Linked DNA regions of Mus musculus: all the other regions are linked to region 3. A link is a contact called in public Hi-C and HiChIP or PLAC-seq data. All regions are on one chromosome and are shown on one strand. Each heading gives the region's core, a stretch centred on a gene start, on an enhancer-like site or on the middle of the called end of the contact. The rest is flanking DNA. Distances are from core to core; before and after follow the strand shown. Region 1 overlaps Myh11 (myosin, heavy polypeptide 11, smooth muscle). Region 2 has its middle 85 kb from the start of A630010A05Rik. Region 3 overlaps Abcc1 (ATP-binding cassette, sub-family C (CFTR/MRP), member 1).

Region 1 (3,815 bases), core at 1,019-3,518, 120 kb after region 3:
AGTATGCCAAGGCAACTCTTATAAAACAAGGCATTTTGGGGCTGGGAGATGGCTCAGCAGTTAAAAGCACTGACTGTTCTCCCAGAGGACCCAGGTTCAAATCCCAGCATCCACATAGCAACTTATAACTGTCTGTAACTCTGAGATCTGACATCCTCACACATACAAACAGGCAAAACACCAGTGGACATAAAATAATACAAAATAAATTTAAAAATAAAGCAAAGCATTTGATGGGGGTCTGGCTTATAGTTTCAGAGGGTTAGCTCATGATCATGGTCATCATGGTGGGAGACAAGCAGGCATGACATTGGAGTAGTAGCTGAGAGCTTTATATCCTGATCTGCAGGCAGAGAGAGGCCCTCAGAGAAACCTCAAATCTCATCCATTGTGACACACCGCCTCCAACAAGGCTATATCACCTCCAGTAAGGCCACACCCACTCTAAAAGGCCTCACCTCCTAATCCTTCTCAAACAGTTCTACTAACTGGGGACTAAGCATTCAAATATATGAGCCTATGGGGGGCCATTTTCATTAAAACCACCACAACTCCCATACTCTGCCATTAGTGATGTAGAAGCAAGAAACAGTGGCCCTTGTTGGCTTATGTTTCCAGGGCCTGGTGCACAGCAGAACTTACCTGTGATGGTATAAGCCTAGTGTGGTAGCAGTGTCTGAAATCCCAGCTCCCAGTAGGTAAAAGCAGGATGATTGTGAATTTGAGGTCAGAGCTACATAATTGTTTCAAAAACAAACAAAAAGAAGGAAGTACAAAATTATTGTGTTTTTTAAAATGTCTCTATCTATCTATCTATCTATCTATCTATCATCTATCATCTACCTATCTATTGCATGAGTGCTCTGTTGCGTGCACACAACTGTTGTAGCAGGTGTCAGCACTTTTCCCTTTTCATGGCTAAATAGTATCTCGATGAATGGGCATACAGAATTTTTAAATCCAATCATCAGTTGATGGACATTTCCTTTCCTTCTTCTTTGAGGTGAATGTGAATATAATGCTACACAGTCCTTTGTATATGTTTTTACCAACTTGGAAAAGAAAACAATACTGTATGTTATATATATACTTAAAAAATATATTGAAAAGCTAACAAGTTAAATAATGATCATGGGGAGGTTAATTGCTATAATACAGAGAATCTTTGGTCTAAAGGAGCCAGGGAGAGCATGAAGCCCTTATAGATATAGGGAAAGACATGCCTTTTTCAACATTCTTTCTTCAATCTTCAGGCAAATTGTTTTTGTGAAAATATAAATCTCCCAAGAATCTCCCATAGAGTTAGACAGTGTGCAACTGTTACCACTATCCAGAGCAGCACTACAGGCAAGGTGTGCAGTAAATAGACCCCTGTTGCAGCTATCAGACTGTGGAATCAGAGACAGTATCACCAAGGTACTGGCTCTCAGATAATATAACAAATACTGAAAGAAAAACTTATATGTGAAAGTCCTCAGCAGTACAAGTCACCATAGCTCTAATGTAGCAACAACCCAAATGTCTATCCATGGATGAATAAAATGTGGTCTATGATACAATGGAATATTTCTTTACTGTGATCAGGAAAAAAAGCAGTAATATATATTACAATTCAGATAACCCTCCCAAACATGATACATGTGCTGTGTGTCTCTCTCTACCTGTGTGAAATACCCAGGACATATAAACGTGCACACAGATGCAGACAGGGCACACAGTTGCCAAGGGTTAGTGGGAATGGCTGGTAGACAGGGATGGCCTAATGGGTATAGGGTTTTATTTGGGAGTGACAGAATATTCTGGAACTAAATAGAGATGGTGCTCATGTGATGTGAATATCCTAAGTGAGTTGGCTCATGTGATGTTAATTTCACAGCCATGAATATGGACCTGAATAGACAAGGAGGTGTGTGCTGGGAAAGAAGGCCTTGTTCTTTTTTTTTAAAAAAATGACAAATTACATGTATTGGTTTTGTATATGTGCACTGGCATGTGCACACATGTGGAGGTCAAAGTATAGTTTGTGGGAGTCAGTTCTCTCCCCCACCATGTGGATCCCAAAGTTACAGAGATCTTCAGATCTGATCACATGGCCTTTTATCCACAAAACCTGGCTCATCCCCTGGCTCTCTCCAAGACTGGGCTCAGTGAGGAAACAGAAAGTCCCAGGCATGGAAAGTTTAGGCAAACTCCCTGGGGTCAGGCTGACAGCTGACTGCCCAGAGTTGTGCTTCCCACGCTTGTGTTTCCGATGGGAACATCCCAGGCCAGGGAGCTGCTGATGGCCCTCAGCACAGAGCCTGCTCCTCCTCCTTGGAGGCCTGGGAGCCTCTGACCCTATAAATCTCTGTTGCTCAGGGGCCAGCTCTTGCCAGCTGCTGAGAAAGCCTGGCTCCCTCCCCAGGTCAGATGGAAGAGCAGAGCCCATGATCTGCCAGTGTCCAAGCTTTTTTTTTTTTTTTTTTTTTTTAATTATGGAGGCCAGGGCTGGGGATACAGCTCAGAGAGCAGAGTGCCTGCCTAACAGGCATGAGACCTCCGTCCCCAGTGCTGCATAAACAGTGAGTGCTGGAGACCTGGAATCATAGAACTGAGAAGGTAAAGGGCAAAGCGATCAGACATTCAGAGGAATCCTAGCCTATATAGTGAGTTCTAGGTTAATCTGGGCTATAGAGACCCCGTCAGTTCCTGTCAGGGCTGCAGAGAAAGTTTTGTCACCTGGGTTCTAGTGTCACAGGGCACTTGTTTCTCCAACCCTTTAGTTAGTGTATATTGGGCTTCTCTCTCTTTCTCTCTCTCTCTTTCTCTCTTTCTCTCTTCCTCTCTTCCTCTCTTCCTCTCTTTCTCTCTTCCTCTCTTTCTCTCTTCCTCTCTCTCTCTTTCTCTCTCTTTCCCTCTCTCTCTTTCTCTCTCTTTCCCTCTCTCTCTTTCTCTCTCTTTCTCTCTTTCCTCTTTTTCTCTTTCTCTCTTTCTCTATCTCCCTTCCTTCTTTTCTTTTCTCTTCTTTCTTTCTTTCTTTCTTTCTTTCTCTCTTTCTCTCTTTCTCTCTCTCTTTCTCTCTTTCTCTCTTTCTCTCCCTTCCTTCTTTTCCTTCCTTCCTTTCTTTCTTTCTTTCTTTCTTTCTTTCTTTCTTTCTTTCTTTCTTCCATCCTTCCTTTTTTCTTCCTTCCTTCCTTCCTTCCTTCCTTCCTTCCTTCCTTCCTCTTTTTTCTTTCTTCCTTTCTTTCAAGATAGGGTCTCACTATGTAGCCCTGGCTACTTACTATATAGCCAAGGATGACCTTGAATTCCTGATTTCCTGATTCCATTATCCATCTATCCATCCTCCTGTCTATCCTCTGATCTGTCCATCTATCCTATGATATATTAAAAACAGATAACAGTGCTCCCAAATATGTGCTGGGCACTGAAGGTACAGTATCCTGTGGTGAATTGAGGCTGAAGGCATGGAACTCAGAATAGACGGCACTACCTTTGGCACTCTGGTATCTCTGCTCTTGTCTGGTGATTGGAATGTTGGTCACTGTTCCCATATTCCTCAGAGATTTCTGGCTGGCCCTCTGGAGCACTTTCTGAGTAGAAAGCTGTCAATGACACCTGCTTGATCTTTGATCTCATGATGTCCTCTGTATGGGGTGGGGAGATGTCTCTGGTACCATCAGGTACTGAATTGTCACCTTCCAGAGAGAAAGAGCCTACCTAGGAACTTGCAGCTTGTGGAAACAGTGTCATGGGTCAAAGGAGGTTGAATGACAGACACCAAGGGCCTGGAAGGAAGCAAGAGAGGCCTCTGTTCTACTCTATCTCAGACCAAG
Region 2 (4,160 bases), core at 834-3,333, 100 kb before region 3:
ATCACTGTTACTTAGCCACCACTGCCATTGTCAGCTGCAGGCCAGGGATGATGGGTCCTGTGCATACTAAGTATGATGAGCAGTATCCTTGGGTTCTACGTAGAGATGTCCCTCTGTCACTGTGACAAAGCAATTCGCACATATATCCATGATCCCTGGATCCAGTCACTGATCTAATCTGCCCTAGCACTATCCATTACTCAGTGATACATGGGCAATTACTATGTTGGGGTCAGAAAAGGACTCCTACCTGCTTCTAGGATACAGGGCCTGCTTTTACCCCACCCATCCTGAGGTTTCTCTGATGGCCCACCCTGTTACAGAGTTTTAAGGCTTTTTGTGAGTAAGACCAAGAGATCAATCAGGTCTTTCCACATGGCAAAACCTCATCACTACAGCTGCCTTTGTTGCGCAGAAGAGGAAACTGAAACTAGAAATTGGGGATACAAGGTGCCCAGTGACCAAGGAGAAACTTGCTCTTGGGCTTCTAATCACCCAGGTACAGTGGTCCTGTTGTCAATTCTGCTCTGGAAGAAGCAGAGATGGGGCACCACAGCACTCAGCCAGACTCTCCAATGCTTAGACTCAGGCAGAGGCTGCTATGTTTGTAAGTCCAGCCTCGCATTGGTCTAGGAATAGAGCCTGGGCCATAGAGTGGCTGGCACATGGGAAGACCAGGTAAGTCAGTAGGGTGATTAGCCACTAATCCCTCAAACCAAGCTCGCCTGCTATAGGAACCAGCTGGTGGCAGGAACAGGAATCAGCCCCAGCAGGCCTAACCCTCTACATGTCACTGTAGGCCTTTTTTTTTCTTTTTCCTTTCCTTTTCTTTTTTCCAGTGGTGCTGGGAATAGAACCCATGCAGGACAAATACTGAGTCACCCCCTGATTTGGCACTTAAGATGTCTCAGCTACACCAGAGTTGTCTTCCTCACTACATCTACAGCTGTGTGCCAGGCATGGATGTAAACGCAGGTAGCATAGCCCATTCAGGCAATTCAGCCCAAGGCAGGCACCAACCCTTCCTTCCCGCTTCTCTAAGGCTATACTGACAGTACCAAATCCCTTTGACAGAAAACTGAGGCCAGAGAAGTTTAATGTCAATCTCTTCCCAGCAGCCCACCTTTCCAGCAATCCACCTTCCTAACTTCCTCAGCACATACCCAGAACTGACTTCTGCCCTAGACTACTTCCTCAAAGGCGGAGACTAGGGGCAAGCTTCCTTTCTTTCTTGAACTGAAAGAATTGCTTGAGAAGTTACACGTTTGTCTACTGTGCCTCCAGAATTTTACACAGTGCGAAACAAAGACACTCAATACTGACTGGGTGAACCAGGCACAGGAAGCATTAGATAATACAGTCATTCTGATAAATGGTCTCAGTGTCAAGGCACTGACCTCTATGGCACCATGGCAGCATCTACAGTTCCCAGATATGTCACATTCAAGGGGCCCTAGTAACAATGGACCTACACTCTGTATGGGAGCTGCAGAAGGTGCTTTAGACGTCACTGGGCCTGAAAGAAACACAGCAGAAGCTCGTGAAACAACGTCAGCTTGAACAGGAACTGGAAGAAGACACAGGAGGATGTGGCAGCAATTACATTGACTCATGTATGCATGGAGTCGGTATGGCTGCAGGGCAGAAGACAGCGTGGCTGGGTGGGATGGCCAAGGGCCGACATTAGGAGAGCCCAGGACCTCCCTTTTCTCCTGTACTCTGAAGTCTTGATCTGAGAATTTGATTGTTTTAGCAGCTCTTTACTGGGCAGATAAAACTTGACCCCAGAACCCAGTGCCCTATCCCAGCTCTTCCCTCAGGGAGCACTGAAGACTGTTGAAGATCTGCCCTGCAACTGAGGCTCAGAAACACACCCTGCAGACACGATTCACGTGGAGTCAACAGGGTCTAGATGGTGCTGAGTCTTATGGTAGGGGATCCCTAACCGCACTGCTCTAAGGCAAACTGATGGTTTCAGTGAGGGGCAACAATGGCAGTATACATGTGCCTAGGGCATGGTCTTGAGGTGTGGTACACACAGTTCACTTCTCCCTCTTGAGGGTATTCTTCACTCCTCATACTCACCTAGACCAACTCAGACCAAGCCAGCGCCCAGTCTCACTTCCTCACTCTCCAGACCTTAGAGCACTGGGGAGGAAGACATGAAGAAAACATCCTTTGAGCAGCGTGCTCTTTGCTTCCTTTCTATTCTGGTTGTGGCTAAGCACATAGCTGACTTTGAAAATGGAATGTGAGGGGGACACAAGTGTCCCCTCCAGTTTTGGAAATGGAAGAGAGGCTGGTTGTCATCCACATTCTCTGATCCTCCACTATGAGACCCTGTGGGGTAATGGGCTATGCACAGTCTGGTCTCCAGTCGAGCTGAGGTTGTGAACCCCGGTAGAACCTGATGGGTGATAATTCACCTACATGGGACGGTAGGCGTTCCCTCATGTCTCCTGAACCCCTGGCTCCAGTCAAAGTTACTACCTCCATAGCCTCCACATGAGAAGCATGTGGCTAGTAGTCACATAGACTTCTGACCTTCAGGCTAGACTCCTTCCAGTTACCTAGCAACAGCAAGATAATACAAGCCCACTATAAGAGGGGCTACTTGGCCCCTCCTCACTCTCTTACTCTCTCTCCCTCTTACTCTAGCCTTTCTTCTCTCTCTCCTTTTCCCCTTTCTCTCCTCTTGGCCATGGCCAGCCAGTCTCTCTCTCTCTCTCTCTCTCTCTCTCTCTCTCTCTCTCTCTCTCTCTCTCTCTCTCTCTCTCTCTCTCTCTCTCTCCCCTCCTCTCCTTTCTCCCTGCCTTTCTACAATAAAGCTCTAAAACCATAGACTGTCTCTGTTCACCAAGGCCCGCTGTGCTTGGAGGATGGGATAGGCTTTCTCCTAACGAGCCATGCCTAGTCTTCCATCAGACCTTCCTGTGCTCCAGCCACAGACCAGACTTAGGACTCTCGCCTGCGTGGGAACCTCTCTCCCTCTGCCCTCTCTCCTGTAACTCTGGGGCTGAGGCTGTCGCCCCAGGGTCCCTGGTATTGGGGGCTGCCACTTGTCCACCACCACCCCACCCCCATCGAGTGGGGTCCAGTGGCTTCACACAACCAGATGCCCACCTGGGGCCGAGTGGAAAGCGTCCAGCAGGATGTGGGCTCTCTCCCTCTCCACTCCTTCCCCTACACCCCTGGCCCACAAGACCCAGTGGCAAGGACATGATGAATTTGGTTTTTACTCTGGAGAGAGGAGCCCAACTCTTTGGAGACTATCAAGCCTGTGTCCACTTTGTGTGCACCTGTAGCCCAGGGGCTGCTTGTTATTTTTTCTCTACCTTTAAAAAATATTTTTAGTGTATGGGTATTTTTCTGCATACAAGTCTGTGCCCAATGTTCAGCCTGATGCTAGCAGAGGCCACAAGAAACTAGAGGTACAGATGTTTGTGAATTGTGAGCTGCCATGTAGGTGCTTGGAATTTAACCCATGTCTTCTGGAAGAACAGCTAGTGCTCTAACCACTGAGTCATCTCTTCAGTCTATCTTTCTTTTTAGATTCATTTTGTTTTGTGTATTGTGTAAGTTTGTGTTTATATGCACATGAGTGCAGGTGACCTTAGAGGCCGGAAACTCAAGTTACAGATAGTTCTGAGCTGTCCAATATGGGTGCAAGGGACTGAACCTGGGTCCTCTGCAGGTACATCATGCATTCCTAACCTCTGAGCCATTGCTCTAGCTCCCACCTTATGCTCTCACTGGACAAGGAGCTCAGTGACTTGGCTAGGCTGACTGGCTAGAGAACCCCAACGTTGCTCCCGTTTCCTCCCCAGTGCAGGGGTTTGTATGGATATATTACCTGGCTTTTATGTTGAGGATTGGAATGCAGGTTCCCCTGCACAGATGGCAAGCACTTTACCAACTGAGCCATCTCACTAGCCCCATTTCCCAAGATCATAAGCAGTGTCAGTACAGATCAGCCCCACTTATTACCAAGAAGTATTTGGGACACTTGTGACACAGCTTTGTCCAGGGTCACATGTCCAAAAACCGACAGTAGGACGCAAGCCCAGGTATTTATGGACTTTGCCATTCTGCCTCACTGCCAGACTCCAGGCAGCTCTTACCTTTGCCCTCCCCCATCTCTTTCTTATTTTTAATTTGCC
Region 3 (4,225 bases), core at 979-3,478:
CCCTTCAGCACTAATGTCTGTCTATACCTTGTTCCCGTGGAGACCCATAAGGCAACAACAAGACTCAAATGAACCCTCCAAAGACAGCACTCAGTCTTTTCAAATGCTTCCTGTAGAACCTGAAACTACTTTACAATTACCTTTTTCCCTTCCTTCCCCCCACCATTCTCCCTGCTTGGGGGAAGAGGAGATGTCTGGTGGTCCTAGGGACTGAACCTATAGGACCTCGTGTATGCTAAACAAGTGCTCTACCACTGAGATACATTCTCAGCTTTTGTTTGGTCTTGTTTGATCCCAGGACCACAATTAGGCAAGCACTCTGAAGGCTGGACCTAGTTCTGACATTTCCATTTGTCACCTGGCCCACAGAAGACCATGCACACCTGGGCACAAAGAGCACCCCTTCCCTCCACTGCAGTGGGATAGGCAAGGGGGTGTTTGCTCACTGCACTGACTAAACCCACACTAGGGTAGTGGCCAACCTTTTCTATTCCAACTATGATGCAATGCACTCCCTTGGAAACTGCTTCTTTTATTTTTGTTTTTTCTCGTGTGTATGGGGTGGGACACTTGGGTGGATACATACGATACAACGTGTATGTATAAGGCAGGGGACAATAGGAGTCAGTTCTCTCCTTCCACAATATGGGTCCCAGAGATTAAACCGAGACTCTTAGGTTAGAGGCAAGCACCTTTACCCCCTAAGCCATCTCAGCCACCTATACCTGCTTCTTAAGCTAAAGAAAATGTGGAAGATGTGGCCCTCAGCCTCACCAAACTTCACTTAGTTCCTCTGCCTCACGCTGACAAAGGGGGGAAACCAAGATACACACTTGACTCTGCGATAGGCACCTAGAGAAAGTAAACCAAGACAAGCTGGACCGCATGCCACTTCCCTGAGGCCACAGGAAAGAGACATGCAGATACAACAACTGACAGGAACTCAGGGACCCCGAGGAGCTGACTGTCTCCTTACTTCCTCTTTAGAGGTCAGAACAAGCTTCAGGAAGGCAGACACTAAGGTCTACCTAAGTGGAAATGGGAAAATGGCAATCCAAAACGTGCCTATGGAGGGCCTGGGGAATCACCTAGTGACAGGCCTGACTTCAGGGACAGCGCAAATGATAGAAAAGGAACCTTCCCGTCAGGAAAAGCTAAACCTGTTCTGGACCATGCTGTATGTGATCCACACACAAGCCTTCAAGGTAAGTGCTGTTTTCATTGCCCACAGTGGAAACTTAGGCAGATTATAAAAGCCTGGCTCACACCAAGGAAAGTGATCCCAGCCAATTCAGTAGCCTGTGAAAACTTATCATTCTCCATTGTGGTTCATGTAACAGTGTGGTGTGGATAGCCCCAAGAAGAGGAGGCACTCAAATGGCTCTCCCCAAGACAAGACACATGCATTAATAAGGTATTAGCTCACTTAATTTCATAGCTCAGTAATGAGCCATTACTATGTTGTACATGAGAACACTTACAGACAGGTGACAGACAGGTAAAGTTGCTAATCCAAGTCACTTGTTGGGATTACAAGCATGTGCCACCAGCTTATGCAGGGCTGGGGATCAAACCCAGGCCTGGATGTAATCTAAGTCAAATCCTCACCCTTTCAGATTTCAGTATCTCAGCTACTGGTCTCTATCCACCAACGCTCCAGGCCACATCTCCCTGTTGCTCTCTGCCCCTGGGATGCAGGTCACAACTTTGGGGATATCTCTTCTTTCATCCAACTACACCATTCAGAGGGAGGCTTTCTTCTCTATCTCGAGTCAAGAAAGAGGCACAGCACTCCACACTGAGCACGGAATGCTGTCTATCATCCTAACTACTGGAAAAGCTGAGATGAGAGGACCACAGGTTCAAGTCTTCTGCAGGCTACAAATTGAGTTCAAGCCTAGGTTGAGTAACTTAGTGAGACCCTGTCTTAAAAGAACAGAAAAGAGCCCTTTTGTGGGGATGTAACTCAGTGGTGTTAGAATACTTGCCCCAGCACTGCACAAAAAGAAGGAAGGAAAAGAAAAAAGAAAAAGGAAAAATGAGGGAAAAAATGAGAAAGAATCGTTGCCTCTTGGAAGACAGAACTCCACATGCCCCGCCTCTGCACTGTTACTCCCTGACACTCAATTACCTTTAATGGTAAGGCTGAGTGTAACTGCCAAGGTAGCTGCCTGGCCAGATCAGGGACTTGCCAGCAGCTGCAGTCTGTCTCCAGTGCCAGCTGTCTTCTTGTCTACACCAGCCATATGCCTGGGCCAACTTGTTTATGCCAAGCCCAGGCTGAGAGGCAGCAACAAGCTCTCCCATCACCCAGCCACCAGTCACTCACAGCCTGTGACTCCTACCAGGCCCCAAGAAAGAAGTGTTCTCCAAAGCTGCTGCTCCTGCCACATGGATACTAGGGTAAGGCTGGTTGGTCTGCATTGGATTTAGGTAGAGAGATCTGCTTCCACCTGAGCTTCAAAAGGAGCTACAGATACAAGTCCAGTGCAGAGGTAACTGAATGAAAAAAGAAAAGAAAAAGGAAAGAAAAGGACATGACTGCTCCTCGATATGGTAGAGGAGAGAAAGTTTGTTAAAGATATGTGGGAGACATAGCCAGAGGCAGACATGTGTAGGAGAGTCCAGAGTGGACATGTCCCTAGACCATGCTGGCAGATGGGGAAGGGAGAAAAGAAAAGAATGGAGAGAGGAGAATGAGTACAGCAGCCAAGAGGCCAAAGGGACAAAGACAGGGGCAGGTAACCCAAATGTCTGGACTACATAGGGAAGAGTCTCTGAGGGAAGGGCAGCCCAGACTCTGGGCTAGAGAGTTTAGGGTAGGGGGTGAGGCATGCCAGCCAAACCCCTGTAACAAGGAGGAACTGGGGGATGCTGGGAAACCTGGAGGCCTGGTCCACTTTGAAATGTTAAGTAAGCACCTCAGCCTTTGTCTGGGGTTTGAAACTTGACAATGACACCCATGCTCACTTTGTCCCAGGCATCAGGCCTGCCTCCCCCTACAGCCAAGCACCCTAGAGGCCCTAGACAGACTACCCAGACAACCTGAAATGTCTCAGACAGCCTGGTCGGGGTCTACCTGAAGCCAGGAAAGACACAGCTGGGTTCTGGCCTGATTCTGCCACAGCTTAGATGAGCCCAAGACAATCACCACACCAAAAATCCCCCTATACGGTCTCTACTGCCCCTTACTGTCCACCCACCTTATCACCACAGAATGGAGTCTGCCTAGAACACCTACTATGTGCTAGGTACTACACTGCACTGAGAAGGCTGTTAGTGCCTCTTTCTTTTCCTATAAGGTACACAGCATGAACCTGCTACACAAGCATCAAGACCTGAGATCCCTCAACAAGCCTGGTACATCAGCCTACATCTCAAATCCCAGTGCTGGCAAGGTGGATAGAGACAAATCCCTGCAGATCCTCCCAGAAGCCAGTATAGGTGAATCTATGAGCTCAGAGATAGACCCTGTCTCAAAAAGCAAGGTAGGGGACAGTAAAAGAAGACACCCAATGTCAACCTCTGGCATCCTCATATATACATCCCCACAGGCATGTAGATCTGAGTACACACAAAAATATGTAGCATGACCCAATTTACATATAAGGAAACAGAAGTTTCCATAAATCTAGCAGCTCGCCCACTCTATGTGCTGGGAAGTAACAAGTTTTCAAATCCACCTACTCCTGGCATTGATTCCAGCCATATATCTCCAGATTTCTTTGGGGCCACACCTTCCTTCCAACTGGACCCTCAAGAAATAAAAGGCCTGACCTCAAGGGAGCCTTTTCTCCATTCCTTCCTCCTACCAAGAATACTGCTACCCAGAGCCAGATCAGCTCTGTCCCCAGCATTGAACATGAAGTACCCCACCAGAGATCATGCATGAATCATGTGTGAGGCCAAAGAAAACAGGAAAGACTAGTTGAATTACAGCTGCAATACCCGATATACTGATATGGAACACATCCTATGTTAAGAAATCAATGAGCCAGGCGTGGTGGCAAACGCCTTTAATCCCAGCACTCGGGAGGCAGAGGCAGGCGGATTTCTGAGTTCTAGGCCAGCCTGGTCTACAAAGTGAGTTCCAGGACAGCCAGGGCTATACAGAGAAACCCTGTCTCGAAAAACCAAAAAAAAAAAAAGAAAGAAAGAAAGAAAGAAAGAAAGAAAGAAAGAAAGAAAGAAAGAAATCAATGAAGCCTTATGAAAGCTCTGAAAG

Evidence for each region. Hi-C and Micro-C count contacts between places; a contact is called where the count stands out from the background. HiChIP or PLAC-seq counts read pairs in DNA pulled down with a chosen protein or histone mark.
Region 1: a Hi-C map of uterus shows a contact between it and region 3. The contact joins two enhancer-like sites. A contact is called at or near these places in 14 of 39 promoter capture datasets (the 3T3-L1 cell line, 3T3-L1-derived adipocytes, the HPC-7 cell line and 8 more), 1 of 484 Hi-C or Micro-C datasets (uterus), 2 of 115 datasets of contacts at active chromatin or transcription factors (SST interneurons and embryonic stem cells) and 2 of 9 other capture datasets (adipose tissue and embryonic stem cells).
Region 2: a contact with region 3 is called in an H3K27ac HiChIP or PLAC-seq map of the HPC-7 cell line, with 5 times the contacts expected there. The contact joins two enhancer-like sites. A contact is called at or near these places in 10 of 39 promoter capture datasets (the 3T3-L1 cell line, 3T3-L1-derived adipocytes, the C10 cell line and 8 more), 3 of 484 Hi-C or Micro-C datasets (the STO cell line, embryonic fibroblasts and olfactory sensory neurons), 7 of 115 datasets of contacts at active chromatin or transcription factors (CD8 T cells, the HPC-7 cell line, the NIH/3T3 cell line and 3 more) and 3 of 9 other capture datasets (adipose tissue, embryonic stem cells and pancreatic islet).

What each region holds. Positions count from the first base shown.
Region 1 is chr16:14,257,529-14,261,343 of GRCm38.p6, reverse strand. All of the region lies in intron 3 of Myh11 (myosin, heavy polypeptide 11, smooth muscle), which reads left to right. Among named protein-coding and RNA genes, the nearest start is that of Myh11, 32 kb to the left of the region's middle. Within about 2 kb of position 2,268, at least 17 of the 459 cell types and tissues checked have an H3K27ac peak or open chromatin away from gene starts, as enhancers often do. A contact at or near this core is called in uterus, where this site is marked.
Region 2 is chr16:14,475,119-14,479,278 of GRCm38.p6, reverse strand. No RefSeq gene overlaps it. Among named protein-coding and RNA genes, the nearest start is that of A630010A05Rik, 85 kb to the left of the region's middle. Within about 2 kb of position 2,083, at least 31 of the 459 cell types and tissues checked have an H3K27ac peak or open chromatin away from gene starts, as enhancers often do. A contact at or near this core is called in the HPC-7 cell line and bone marrow-derived macrophages, where this site is marked.
Region 3 is chr16:14,375,539-14,379,763 of GRCm38.p6, reverse strand. The region is part of intron 1 of Abcc1 (ATP-binding cassette, sub-family C (CFTR/MRP), member 1); the gene reads right to left. Among named protein-coding and RNA genes, the nearest start is that of Abcc1, 16 kb to the right of the region's middle. Within about 2 kb of position 2,228, at least 126 of the 459 cell types and tissues checked have an H3K27ac peak or open chromatin away from gene starts, as enhancers often do. A contact at or near this core is called in the HPC-7 cell line, bone marrow-derived macrophages and uterus, where this site is marked.